Linked DNA regions of Sus scrofa: region 1 is linked to region 2. A link is a contact called in public HiChIP or PLAC-seq data. All regions are on one chromosome and are shown on one strand. Each heading gives the region's core, a stretch centred on a gene start, on an enhancer-like site or on the middle of the called end of the contact. The rest is flanking DNA. Distances are from core to core; before and after follow the strand shown. Region 1 holds the start of CETN3 (centrin-3). Region 2 holds the start of TMEM161B (transmembrane protein 161B).

Evidence for each region. HiChIP or PLAC-seq counts read pairs in DNA pulled down with a chosen protein or histone mark.
Region 1: an H3K27ac HiChIP or PLAC-seq map of skeletal muscle shows a contact between it and region 2, with 9 times the contacts expected there. The contact joins the promoter of CETN3 here to the promoter of TMEM161B in region 2. A contact is called at or near these places in 1 of 5 promoter capture datasets (fetal skeletal muscle) and 2 of 2 datasets of contacts at active chromatin or transcription factors (alveolar macrophages and skeletal muscle).

Annotation. Positions count from the first base shown.
Region 1 is chr2:97,588,431-97,594,797 of Sscrofa11.1, forward strand. It overlaps CETN3 (centrin-3), which reads right to left and starts at 4,890. Exons shown (of 5, transcript XM_003123777.3): 1 at 4,752-4,890; 2 at 2,818-2,953; 3 at 1,152-1,266. The coding sequence starts at 4,768. It overlaps LOC102167126 (a long non-coding RNA gene), which reads left to right and starts at 4,782. Exons shown (of 2, transcript XR_002342050.1): 1 at 4,782-4,888.
Region 2 is chr2:95,697,063-95,703,180 of Sscrofa11.1, forward strand. TMEM161B (transmembrane protein 161B) reads right to left here and starts at 3,513. Exons shown (of 12, transcript XM_003123774.5): 1 at 3,363-3,513. The coding sequence starts at 3,365.

The DNA.
Region 1 (6,367 bases), core at 3,640-6,139, 1.9 Mb after region 2:
CCTTTTCCTCATGTCCTCATTTGAATTTTCAGATTAGAAGAAAATTACGAATAAATCTATTTTTTCCACATATTCTAATTGCCATTTCTTTCTGTTTTTCTGTATTACTTACTGACTATTTAAAACAGTTCATGTGCATATGTGCATATAAATTTTTTCTAGATTTTTTAAATATGTAAAAATAACTAAATTATGCTTATATTATGACCCAGTCAGTTGTTCTAAAATGTTTTCTCCTGTTCCCAGTCTGTCAACTATCTCCCTTACTACAATCTTCTCCCCACCTGCAGCTTTAAAGAGATGACATTATTCTCTGAGATCAAGGTCATCCAGGGTAGGCAGCCCCTCACAAGCTCTGTAAACCTGAGGGCAGGAACTTCATCAACAGCCAAAGATACCAACTGGTGCCAATTTCCTCTCCTCTCACTGTGCCAACAAAAATCATATTTAAGAATGGTCTCAGGAAATATTTTCCAAACAAAAATACCATATTTTACCTTTTACTGTAACAAAATAATTTTTTTTTTTTGTCTTTTTAGGGCGACGCCCACAGCAGATGGAAGTTCTCAGGCTAAGGGTTGAATCAGGCTAAGGGTTGAATCGGAGCTGTAGCTGCTGGCCTACACCATAGCCGGAGCAACTCAGGATCCGAACCACATCTGCAACCTACATCACAGCTCACCTCAATTCCAGATCCTTGACGCAGTAAGCGAGTCCAGGGATCAAACTGGTGTCCTCATGGATACTAGTCAGGTTCCTTACCACTGAACCATGACAGGAACTTGGGTTCCTTACCACTGAGCCATGAGGGAATTCCAAGAAAATAATTTTTTGATGATTTTTTTTAGTTTTATCACAAAATATAGGCACACATTACATGGAAAGATATCCTTCCATAAGAAGCTATACAATAGTTCCTTGGTTAAAATCTTCAGAACAGAACAAAAGACAAAATGATAAATCCCATTTACAATGAAGCAATAAATCTTATTTTTTTCTTTGAAAATCAGCAAAAAATACCAAAAAAAAACCCAAAATTAAGATCCATATCATATATACTCGGTAACAAAATTCCACAACCGAGAGAATTTTTAAAATAGTTAGGTAATTTTCTAACAATTGATGATTACAAAGACTATTAAAATACACACCAACTTCATTAAAATCTTCAAAGGTGATTTTCCCCGTGGCTTCTCTGTCATAATCTTTAAGAATCTTCAGTATATCAGCTTTTTTTACATCAAACCCCAAGGCTCTCATTGCCACCTTTTGGATTAAAAGAGAAAAGCAAATTATAATGCATTTTTTACAAAAGTGATTTCCCATTCTCAAATAAGTTTTTAGTACTTAAAAGTTACAATACATCAATAAAACATATATTCTTTCGCATATTTTATGTCTCTAAAATAATAGTGATAGTTTTTCTTCAGTACTAAAATTAGATGGCAATTTTTTCATCTATATATCCCTTTTTTAATATGACAAACTAATCAATGAGTTTAGACAATACACTATACAATGCACTGACTTTTGTGAAAGATAATTTTAATGGCTTATTCATTTTCAAACTATTAACAATCAAAATGGAAAGAAGGTATAATATAAATATTAAAAAGTTATACAGAAGAAGAGATTAAAAAATTAAAATAAGAATTTTCATCAGATTCTCTATGACTAGTTATCAAGTAAGTAATCTAGGACCCTGAGCTTAGAGAAAGAAGAGATCTAGATACTAGTTACAAGTAATAAGAGATGGTTAAAGAAGTCTAATTTAGAAGATTATAGTTGTTCCTTAAATGGTGCACGAATGAAGTAGAGCAGAAGGGCATTTAGAAAAAAATGACTAGTATTAAAATACACACTAAAATAAAGAATAAGCTTGAAGACAGGGAATAGAGCAGTTCACCTTACCTGAATAGGAAGAGATTAGGTAGAAGAAAACAGTTAGCAAATGAGAAAAAAAGTAGGTCGTAGCAAAAGTGTGGAGGGCATTCAATAAAAATTTTTAAAAATGTGAACTTTACGGAGTATACAAAATAAAGCTTATGAGCAATGAATAATATGATGAAAGAATTTTAGAAAGATGAATTTAATGAGAGTGTACAGGAAAAAGAGAAACCAATTAGGAAGTTTCAGATATGAATTAAGATCCCAAACCAATATAATAACAATAGCAACAAATAGAAGAAACATTATTAAAAAAAAGAATTGATCAAAACTGGGTAACTAAAAGAAACTGTGAGTACAGAGCTATAAGAATACTATCTTCCTCATTGTGCTGAGTGTAAGATCCAACCTACCTTAAATACCAATTCCCCTTTGATTCTTTATAAATATTTCTAGAACCTAAAATTGACACTTTCCCCATTAGCATTGTGTCAACATCAGATATCACTTATGTTTCCTGCACCAGAGAAAACAGGATGAGACTGTTACCAACATGTTCAAATTAAAAAACGAGTAACACTCCCTCAATCTGAAAAATATGTCACCAAAAAAGAAGAAACACCAAAGTGGGAAGAGGAATACGGTAAGTATAGTTTAAATACCATAGCTTTATTTTTTTTAACTACGTGAATGAAAAATAAGCCCCTCCATAGGAATGTATTTTTACATTATACTATTCATTTTACCATATGAGAAGGAGTTTCTAAAAAGATATGCTACAAGTACTATTCAATTTTATTAAAAGCACTTAATGGTAAATGTTTAAAATGATTTCATATTTCCAAAACCAAATTAAAATATTTATAAATATATTTTTAATCAACTGTCAATATGCAAATCATTTTAACAGATAGAGGTCGAGTATATTACCTTTAATTCATGGTAATCTATTGCTTCATCTTTGTCCGTGTCAAATAGTTCAAAAGCATCTTTAATTTCTTGTTTCTGTTCTTCAGAGAGTTCTCTTCTTTTTTTCCTTTTTGTTTTGTCTACTACAAGCTCATTTCTATGAAATGAAGACAGAAAACCCTATTTATTGCACTTTAATCCCATTCTCCTATGCTTCTAAATGACTCAAATAAGAATCCAAAAATACAAAAAATTAGCCAATTAATAAATACCTAAATTTCTAAAAAGGAAGTATTTTCCTTACATGAAAGGAAGAGATTTTCCTTACATGAGTCAAAGCCCTGCTCTTCCCATCGACTAAGGTGCTATAAACTTGTGCTTCCTAAAACTGAAAAGTGTTAAGTTATTAAAGAAATGAGGACCTTACTTCCCTTCCTCCTGGCTTTTTATTTATTTCCACTAATATTACTATGGAAGAAACAAGAAATGTGAATAAGAAACATTAGTTTTATATCAGAACCCCCCCAAAAAAACAAAGCACCCATAGTTACTCGTTTTACAATGTCTGTTAAAAAAAAAAAAAAGAATTCACAATTGATGATCACTACATATTAGGCTTACTTTTATAGTGTTAATAACTATCAAAATTACTACAAAAAGACATCTAACTCATCAATTAACATAAACTCTTTTGGCATTGTGGATCAAAAGTGTTTTTAGATTACACATTTTTAAGTTTGGCATTTTATTTGCAATTTCTCCCACTGATATTATTAACAATCACCCAAAAAACTTAGCCTAAGCATACTATTAAACACCAGAAAAGTACATATTTGTGCTAACGCTATATAATAATGTGGAGTCAACTGTCTTGTAAATCTCACTTAACATATACATTTGGATTTAATTTTTCATAAACCCTGAAAAAGGCTGAAGAAAAAAAGGAATTTATTGTAAAAGCCAGAAATATCTTGAGATGTTCCAAATTTTCAAATAGGGTTGCAAGTTTGAAGCAGAAGAATTCTGTAAAACTTAGAAAATGTAAAAACCCAGTTGATTTTATTAGACACGTTATCTGTTTGCATTTTAAGTTGCTTTGTTCTCTGAAATCTACCACACACACACACACACACACACACAAAAGGCAAGAGATGACTAGAAAGTGACCAAAAGAGATATGATAAAGCTGAGGTAGATCTTGCTTTCACAGGAGACCCCACTTCACACAAGCCTGGACGTTCTGGGGGTCGGCCATTCTTTTCCCAAGATTTTGAGAGGACAAGTTCGCAAACCACCGACCACTGACCCCAGCCAAGGATACCACGATTATGCCTTATCAGAACTCGGTACCTTTTTAGTTAGGTGTAACTCTATAGGTATTTTTACGGTAACACGCCTAGTCGGAGTTGGGAAGTAGGCAACAAATGGTAGGTTAGTGGTTGGAAATGAGCGAAAAATAAACTCAGGGAATCTAAGAGATTACCAACTAAAAGCACTAAAATGGGTCTACTATTACATAGTGAAGCAAGGAGGGCTTTACGTTATTTCTAAAATCTACGGGTTAGATGTTAGCAGGAAGGGAGCTGCGGTGGAGGCCATAAGCGAAGGAATGACGGGAACTTTACTAAGGATGCTCCAAGGCCTGGTTTCCTAGTTCACATAAACAAGAGCGTAGAAACCTCGCGATATTTCACTGCCTCCTCGAGACTATAACAACCCAGGTTGTTGGGGTCCAAAGCCCAGTGGCCTGACAGAAATGACCGTCTAACTGCACGGAGCTCACCCGGGCCCCGAAGATGAGGAGTCTGGCCCAGGAAAGGTGGCCAAGGCTCCCTTCCCTCGTCCCAAACTGCATTCCCTTCCTTGCCTCGCCCCAAGCTGCCTCCCTTCCACACACACCCACCCTGGGGCCCGCTGCGTGGTGTGGAGAGCATTGCCGCCTCCTCATTACCGACCTCAGAGCTAAACTCATTTTCTCTTCGGCCAGAGACTTTCCTCTCGAGAACGACTTTAACCCCCTACTCAAAGCCGAACGACTTCCACAAGCGGTTCAACAGACAACGACCTAAGCAGCCTCAAGACCTCCCACAAGGTAGACATTTCTGAGCTGGATTGGTTGAAATAGCTAATGCCTTGCCCATTAGGGCGGAAGCGTCACTAGTCCTCTTCTCTCATTGGGCATTTTTCGCGTCAATCAAAGAGCTCTCCCTTTCGGCTCTCTTGCTGCCCCTCCCGCCTTTTAGGTTGACCTGTAGCGTAGCCCCCACCCCCTCCAATCCTTTGCGGAGCGAGGGTCTGAGTGTCCGCTGGGCTTTTCGGACTGAGGGTGACTGACCAAAGCCTCAGGAGAGAAGGCCTGCGGCATGTGGACGACGTCTGGAAACGGCGCAGGAAGGGAAGAGACACCCCGCAGGTTGTCCTGCTAGGAGGAGGAAGTAGCTTGTGAATGAGATCTGCGAAATTTGGCTCCACTCTATTCTTAAATTTTGGATGATTTAAATACATGGGGAGTTTGTTTAAAACTCAGATTTAAGTGTCACTTTCCTTCATTCTGATTCTAGTAGATGTGAATCTGCCTTTTTTCTTTTTCCTTACAAAATCCAAATGATTCTGAGGCAGGAGCTGTTAATTATACCTTTATAATCACTGGGTTGAATTATTAGGCTATTTACGGTGAAGCTGTGCCTAGATGGCAATTGCTCCCCTATACCTCCTTTGAGGTGCTTTGGTACTTCACTACCGAACCAAGTCTCTTGAAGCTCACTGGGGTATTTAATGTGTTTACCTGTTCGTCTCTCCTACTAATCTTGAAGGCCGGGGTTTCATTTAACGCTATTCCTAAGGCCTAGTACAATGTCTGATGCAGAGGTGCTCAATAAATATTGCTGTATTGAATGGAATCTTGCTATGGAAACTCACAAAGTACTGAGCTAAACTGCAAATCTCATAAAATAGCCTGAGAGTGTCCAACAGGGGAAGGGGGAAGATATATATAGAAGGGAAAGAACACAGCAGGATAGAAGAAAGACTTCTTGAAGGAGATGGCATTTATGTTAGGCCTAGAAGTTTGAACTAAATTTAGATAAGTAAAGAATGTGTTGACTTAAAAAAAAAAAAAATGCACAACCTAAAAGTTAAGTTTTGTTTGGGGCAAAATCAGGTCTTAAGCCCAGGAGGAAACATCTGAAGTAACCCAGAAAAAAACATTCTGCAGCGGGAGTAGGGGGGAATAAGGATATAGAGGAAGTTTTTTATTGTCATTGGGGTTTTGGGTTTTTTTTTGTTGTTGTTGTTTTTTGAACAAAGGGCAGGTAGTAGGAACAAAAGATTACCGAAAACTAGGTATCTCAAGTTACAGAATTAAGCCCTTTTCTTTGGGAAGACCCAGAGGTCTGGCCTCACTAAAATCATTCCTTTGATATGCACTTTAGCTATCTGGGCCAGTATCCCGTGTTTTCACAGCCTAAATTTCCTCACACTTTGCTGTTAGGAGTGGCTGTAGTCTGATGGCTGCAAAGTGACAGGTATTCTTTCTTTCCTGAGTTCCCTCAGGGCTCAGCAGCTTAGCCTT
Region 2 (6,118 bases), core at 2,263-4,762:
AATAGAGTGAAATTTATTCCAGGTATTAGAGACTAGTTCAACATTCAAAAATTGATTAAAGTAATTCACCATATCAACACACCACACATCTGATTACCACTCAGCCCACAAAAACCTCTAATATCTCCATTAAAATTTCTAATGTCTCCATTAGAGTTCCTTCAAAGTATGCTTAAAGATCACCAGCTTCAGACTTAGCTGAAACTGAGAATGTAATTTTTAATGAGTTTTATACTTATCTTGGAAGAAATTCCACCCCTAATAATGGAGCCTGGAAAAACATTTTTATCAAGCCTCACAGAAGAATCTGATGAGAATTACTGCTCAACCCACTTTTAAAAACTAAGTTGAAGCCACCCTCACCCCCATCAGAATTAATTTCTTCCCTCTGTACTACTGTTTGAATACCTTACATGTATTGCTCTTATGACATTTACTACATTATCTGTTCCCAACAGCCCTCTTTACTGCTCAAAAAGAGAACTTTCTCATTAACTCTGATTAAGGCAGAGATGCACAACCTTTTTTTTTTTTCCACAACCAACACACCAGAGCACAATCCCAGCCTTAAAAGCTACTACAGTATGCTACATAGGTAAAACAAGCCATTAGATTCCTCCAATTCCAGGAGCTTGTTCTAATCTACTCTCCTCCCACAAATCAGCCTAAATGATGGAAAGATCTGTTTGATTAAAGTTGGATTATAATTTTCAAAAAGAAAAGTATATAATAAACAGTTATACTTCTTTGGTAAGTTTTCTATGGACTATCCATTCTCACAACACAAAAACAAACACTGAGAGTGAATACTCAGTATTTTTAGCTAGATCATGAGTTTACATCGATTAAAACAAAAATAAAATCAAAGTGTAAAACAAAAAAGCCTTTGCTTTCCATTTTGAGATAGTATTTAAGGCAGTAATAAAATACCTGACCAAACACTGACAAAGATTCCAAGTATTACCTGGTATATTTAAAAATGAATGATTTTTTTAAAATAAATCAGACTTGAGAAATGTGGGGGCAGTGGGGGACAGTGGAATCAAACTCAATTTTACTTAATCAGAAACCTTCTGAAAATTCTACAAAAGTCCTCAATGAAGTCATAGAATCATAAATATAAGAGTTAAAAGGTGTTTTAATTCTCACCAAGTTCCACTTCTCTTATATAGAAGGAAACTGGAATCCTTATCTAAGTTGAGTGATTTTGCCAAATTCACATAACTAATAATGGGGAGAATCTGGGCTTTCTGAGTTCAAGTACTGCATTCTTTTCATTATATCATTGGGTTCAAGCAGTGTGCAAGATCTCAACTAAGCTGAATCCTAAATAAATTCAACCCCTGTTCACCTCATTTAATAGCTAAACCCTTTCTGATTCCGGTCAATGACTACACTTGCATATACAGACATTCTCAATTTCATAATTGGGAAAGTTGAAGCCAGGCATTTAGTAACTCAGAAATATAAGCAGTAACAAAATGGAAAGAGTCAACCTATGCAGCTCCTGGTGATAACTCTACAGGTGACATTCTCTTAAGTAACATTTTGATAAATATCATGAGATTACTTTAGCTTAAAACAAAACTACCTTTTTTGAGCTGGCAGAGGGACGGGGGTTCTACTTCTATTACTACAGAATACAGACGACAAGTTCATGTTCAGCTTCTTTGTTAACAATCAACATTTCTTTAGATTTTAATTACGGCCTATCTTCAACTTTTCAAATCAAGATATTAAAAACTGAGCTTAAATTTAAGAACTGGAGATCTGAGTTAAAGTTCAAACTGTGCCAAAGTATTGTAAATCACTGCCTATTTCTAGACCTCAGATTCTTCCCTCTGAACACAACTGGAGTGAAAAGAGGGAGGCAGGTAGTTAAGCTAGTTATTATTTTTAGTTCCTCCAAGTTCTACTACTCCTTACCTTTGTCTAATTTTATTGATACAAAAGGAGAAAAAACTCTTTAAAATTACAAATTGTACTGTTCACTGAGATTTAAAGAAACATATACACACACTAGTTCCCAAAAGAGCTGGTAGAGTGCACCAGGAACCATATTACTTCCAAGTTCTTTGGTTTCAGTCAGTTAAGTTTCTACAAGTCATTCAAATGTCAATCATCGCAGTAGCTGAACAATGTCAACATTTGGTCCTGAAAAAATATGGAAGACTGAAGCTAAACTACAAGACAGAATATTCTCCAGATGAGGATGTGAAATCTTTTATACAGCTATTAACTGTCAATTTGGAACATTCCTGGATCCCCATGATATTGCAAAACAGCAAAGGTTAAGAAACCTCACCACCACCAGCCACTCTGTGTTTTGGAAATGGTTTATGCAAAGAACCAAGGGTCCCCAGAGGACTTAGGAAAGCAAAACTCAGGAATTACCCACCCCCCGTACACCTACAACAAGGTCAGACATAGCTACTGCAAATTCCCACTCTTTCTTTCAAAAATGATTAGTTGAACTGCTTGTCCCCACAGAACAACTGAAACAAATGTTACTCAAATTCTAAAATCTCTTCCCCCAGGTTCCTGAACTTTGGCCGTCGCTCAGTCTGAATCATGATACAATTCCTCAATAGTTTTTCCTCAGAACAGGTTAGCCCGAAAGTAAAACTTACCCTTATTTACAGTCCAGTCACACCACCCCTTCATCTCACTTCCCCACATTTCTTCCTATCCTTGTTTCCTACTCCTGAAAATAATAAATAAATAAATAACACTTCTGCCTAAACTTTGTGACTCTTGCAGATCTTATTCATGGTAAAGGCATCCTCTCGACGCCATAGTTCCCTCCTCCATGCCCTTACAACATTCCTTTCCAATAAAGACCCTCTATTAAGTCCAGATTTTTTGACACCTTATCCAGTTGCAAATGGGCTCAGTTATATGCCATTTTTGTTTTCGTTTTTTCGGGTTTTTTTTCTTTTTGTAAGTGACAGGTGTTGATCCTCTACAATGGGATCTGTTGTGTCCACCTGGAAAGGCTTAAGTCACTTTAAGATCTCAAGTTCTTGGCCACCGCCCTGCAGGTGAAGAGAGAAAAGAGCTGATCAACAGGGCAAGGTCAACTCTGGGACCACCTGGCTCCACCGGCCGTCCGCAGTGAATGGGCCGTGAACATTCTACCTATCCCGTACTCCTGGACAGAGCTCGCGGTTGGGCTGGACAGACACTGCTTCCTGAGAGGTCCCGGAGCTCCAGAGCAGAGAGTATGTCCTGCCCTACTGCTCACCACATAGCGCCCGCCCGCTTCATCCCCAGCTCAACACCGGACCGGCTACCTTCACAGCCTGAACTTCCAGCCCTTTCCTCCCCACTGTGGTAAATCCAGCCCTCAGAGAAGGACTCACCATGGCTCCAAGGACAGGTCGTGGACCAGAGGCGCTGGAGTCGCCGGGACCGGCCCAGACCTCCCCTCCCCACTCCGCAGCCGGGATCCACTCGACACCGCGAAGGAGAAGGTCTTCCGGCTCTGCCGGAAGCTCCTCTTGCGCGGGACAGGAAGTCCCTCCCATCTCCTGAACGCCGGCGACCCCACGCCACGCAGAGGTGAGGATACGCAGGACGTCCTCTATTGCCATTTCCGTGGGTGCCAGGATAGAGGCTGGGGGTGGTACTGACCTTGAGAGTGCGTGGGGGAGGCGCAGGCGCAGCACAGGTAGGTGGGCGGGTGGGCGGTGCGCCACTGTAGCGTCTGCGAGGATCCTCGAGGTAGGTTGGGTGGGTTGGGCAAGAGCGCTCCCTCATCCTGGAAAAGCAGTTCAGGTTGGTGCATGGTTGGGAGCCGACCCAGATCCAGAGGATATAGAGCGGGAGGAAACCACAGGCGCGCTATTACTGAGACAATGCAGTGATTTCTTCAGCCCAGCTACGCTCTTTCTCTTTTCACCTTCTCATTTTTCTGGCTATCCTTGAAGACTTTCTGGATCCCCACAGACCTGTTCCTCTGTCGTCTCTGCTCCCTGCTTTAAAGGGTCCTCCGGCTCTACCCTTCCTCAGGGCAGTGGAATTTGATCATGAGAAGTTTCTTCACTATTCACAGATATCAGCTGAAACCAGAAAGACATCTACCTAGAGCTAAGAAATCGGGAAGAAAATTCTGCCTGTTTAATACATGCCATTGAGGACGGTTTCCTTTTAGCTTAAATATATATATTATGTATATAATGTATATAATTAGATGGAAAAATATCAAAACCCTGTATAGCTCCCAAATTTGTGTTGTTTTTTCCAAAAGGCATTTCCGTTTTATGTACCTGTCACCTCTCTTTTTATTTGGCTATACATAGGACTAGAGGCAGGCTTGAAATAGCTATACAAAATACCTATAACCCAGAAATTCATCTCGCAACCTGAGGATCCTTGCTTAAGTCGTGACTATATCTGCAGTTTAATCGGTGGAATTTCTTTTTACTATTGGGTCTGGTTCTGCCGTAAAGCTGGAATTGGGATGGGAAACTAGAAAGCTTCAAAAGAGTTTAAGAAAGTTGAGTTGACAGGGGTGGTTAGAGATGTTAAGTTTCATGCTCCTTACCAGAGTACCTGGATAGGTGATATCCAAGCTATAAGATGGTCTTAAAACCCTAGGAATCAGAGTTCTGAGCCATCCCAAAGAAGCATGCACTGGCCAATTACTTTATTTTAGAAAGAGGAATAGAGACTGGGAGTGTGAGTTATTTTTACTTAAATTGTGTTTATTGGGGGATCTGTTTTGTGAAACAAATCCTATTGAAGATGAATCCAGAACTTCCCCGAAGGTACTACTTTGTGCTGGATGGCACAAGTTTGTAAACATGCCCCAGGGCATCTGCAAATTCTAAGTATGGTAGAGAGAGATTGGAGCTGGCTGCTAGTGTATCATTGGAAAGCAGTTGCTATCCTTGAGGAAGAAAAGGTGGAGAAGGAAAATGGCTATCAGTCTGTCAGTGACCACACATCCTGTGAAGTCTTACTCTTTTCATTTCTTACACTGTGGTTCTTATCTCTGTCCTAAATTTGGCAGAATCATTGAGGTTCACAAAATAGCTCCTTCTATGTGACACTAGTATTCAAATTATTAGAATCCATTCCTGCCACAGTAAAACCAGGGAAGGAAATCAGTTATCTGCTAATCATTTTTAATAGATCATGGGGTTCTATGTTCCTTATTTAGTGTATGGCAAGTTGATAAATAACTCTTGGTTAGTATCCTTTAATGTTCCTATTTATATTACAATGAAAAATCCATTATATAAGTAATGTTTTTTAAAGATTAAAATGCATACACTATATGTTTTAAGGCAGCATCTCCTAGTTTTTTTAAATCAGAATAAGTATAACGTATAAGGTTACATGCCTGGAAGTAGAGGAATTTACCTATTTCCATTACTTAAGAAAAGCAACAAATAATTACCCTCTCCTTTAACACCTATACCTACCTGGAACATTTTCAACCGTTAAGACTTGTCAGTTTTCCAAAGTCTAGCGCCATATTTTTTGCATAATATTTCCCAGATAGCTTCTCTAAGAAATTTCCTCTTACCTTTAATAAACATAATTCTACTTTCTTATAAAATGCATTTGTAATCCCTCCTTCTACAGTGTATAATGTTTACTTAATTAGACCTAAATACCTGGAGAGCAGGACCTTTTTTGTGTTGCCCACCATCTTCCCCTTGAAAAATACAATTTAAATGAATGTTGTGGACAAAATCACTTGAGTTAAACTACCCTAAAAATGATTTACGGACAGAAAAGTCAGTTGAAGGAATACTTATAATGGTAAAAAATTAGGAAAAATCTTTAGCAATTAGAGACTGGGCAAATTCTATCATGTATACTTAGTGGAATATTATCTACCTATTTTTAATTTTGTGTGTGTGTGTGTGTTTTTAGGGCCGCACCCTCGGCATATGGAGGTTCCCAGGTTAGGCATCTAATCGGAGCTGTTGCTGCCGGCCTACACCAGAGCCACAGCAACACCAGATCCAAGCCGCATCTGCGACCTACACCACAGCTAATGGCAACGCCGCATCGTTAACCCACTGAGCAAGGCCAGGGATGGAACCCACAACCTCATGGTTCCTTGTCAGATTTGTTTCCTCTGCACCATGACCGACCAGGAACT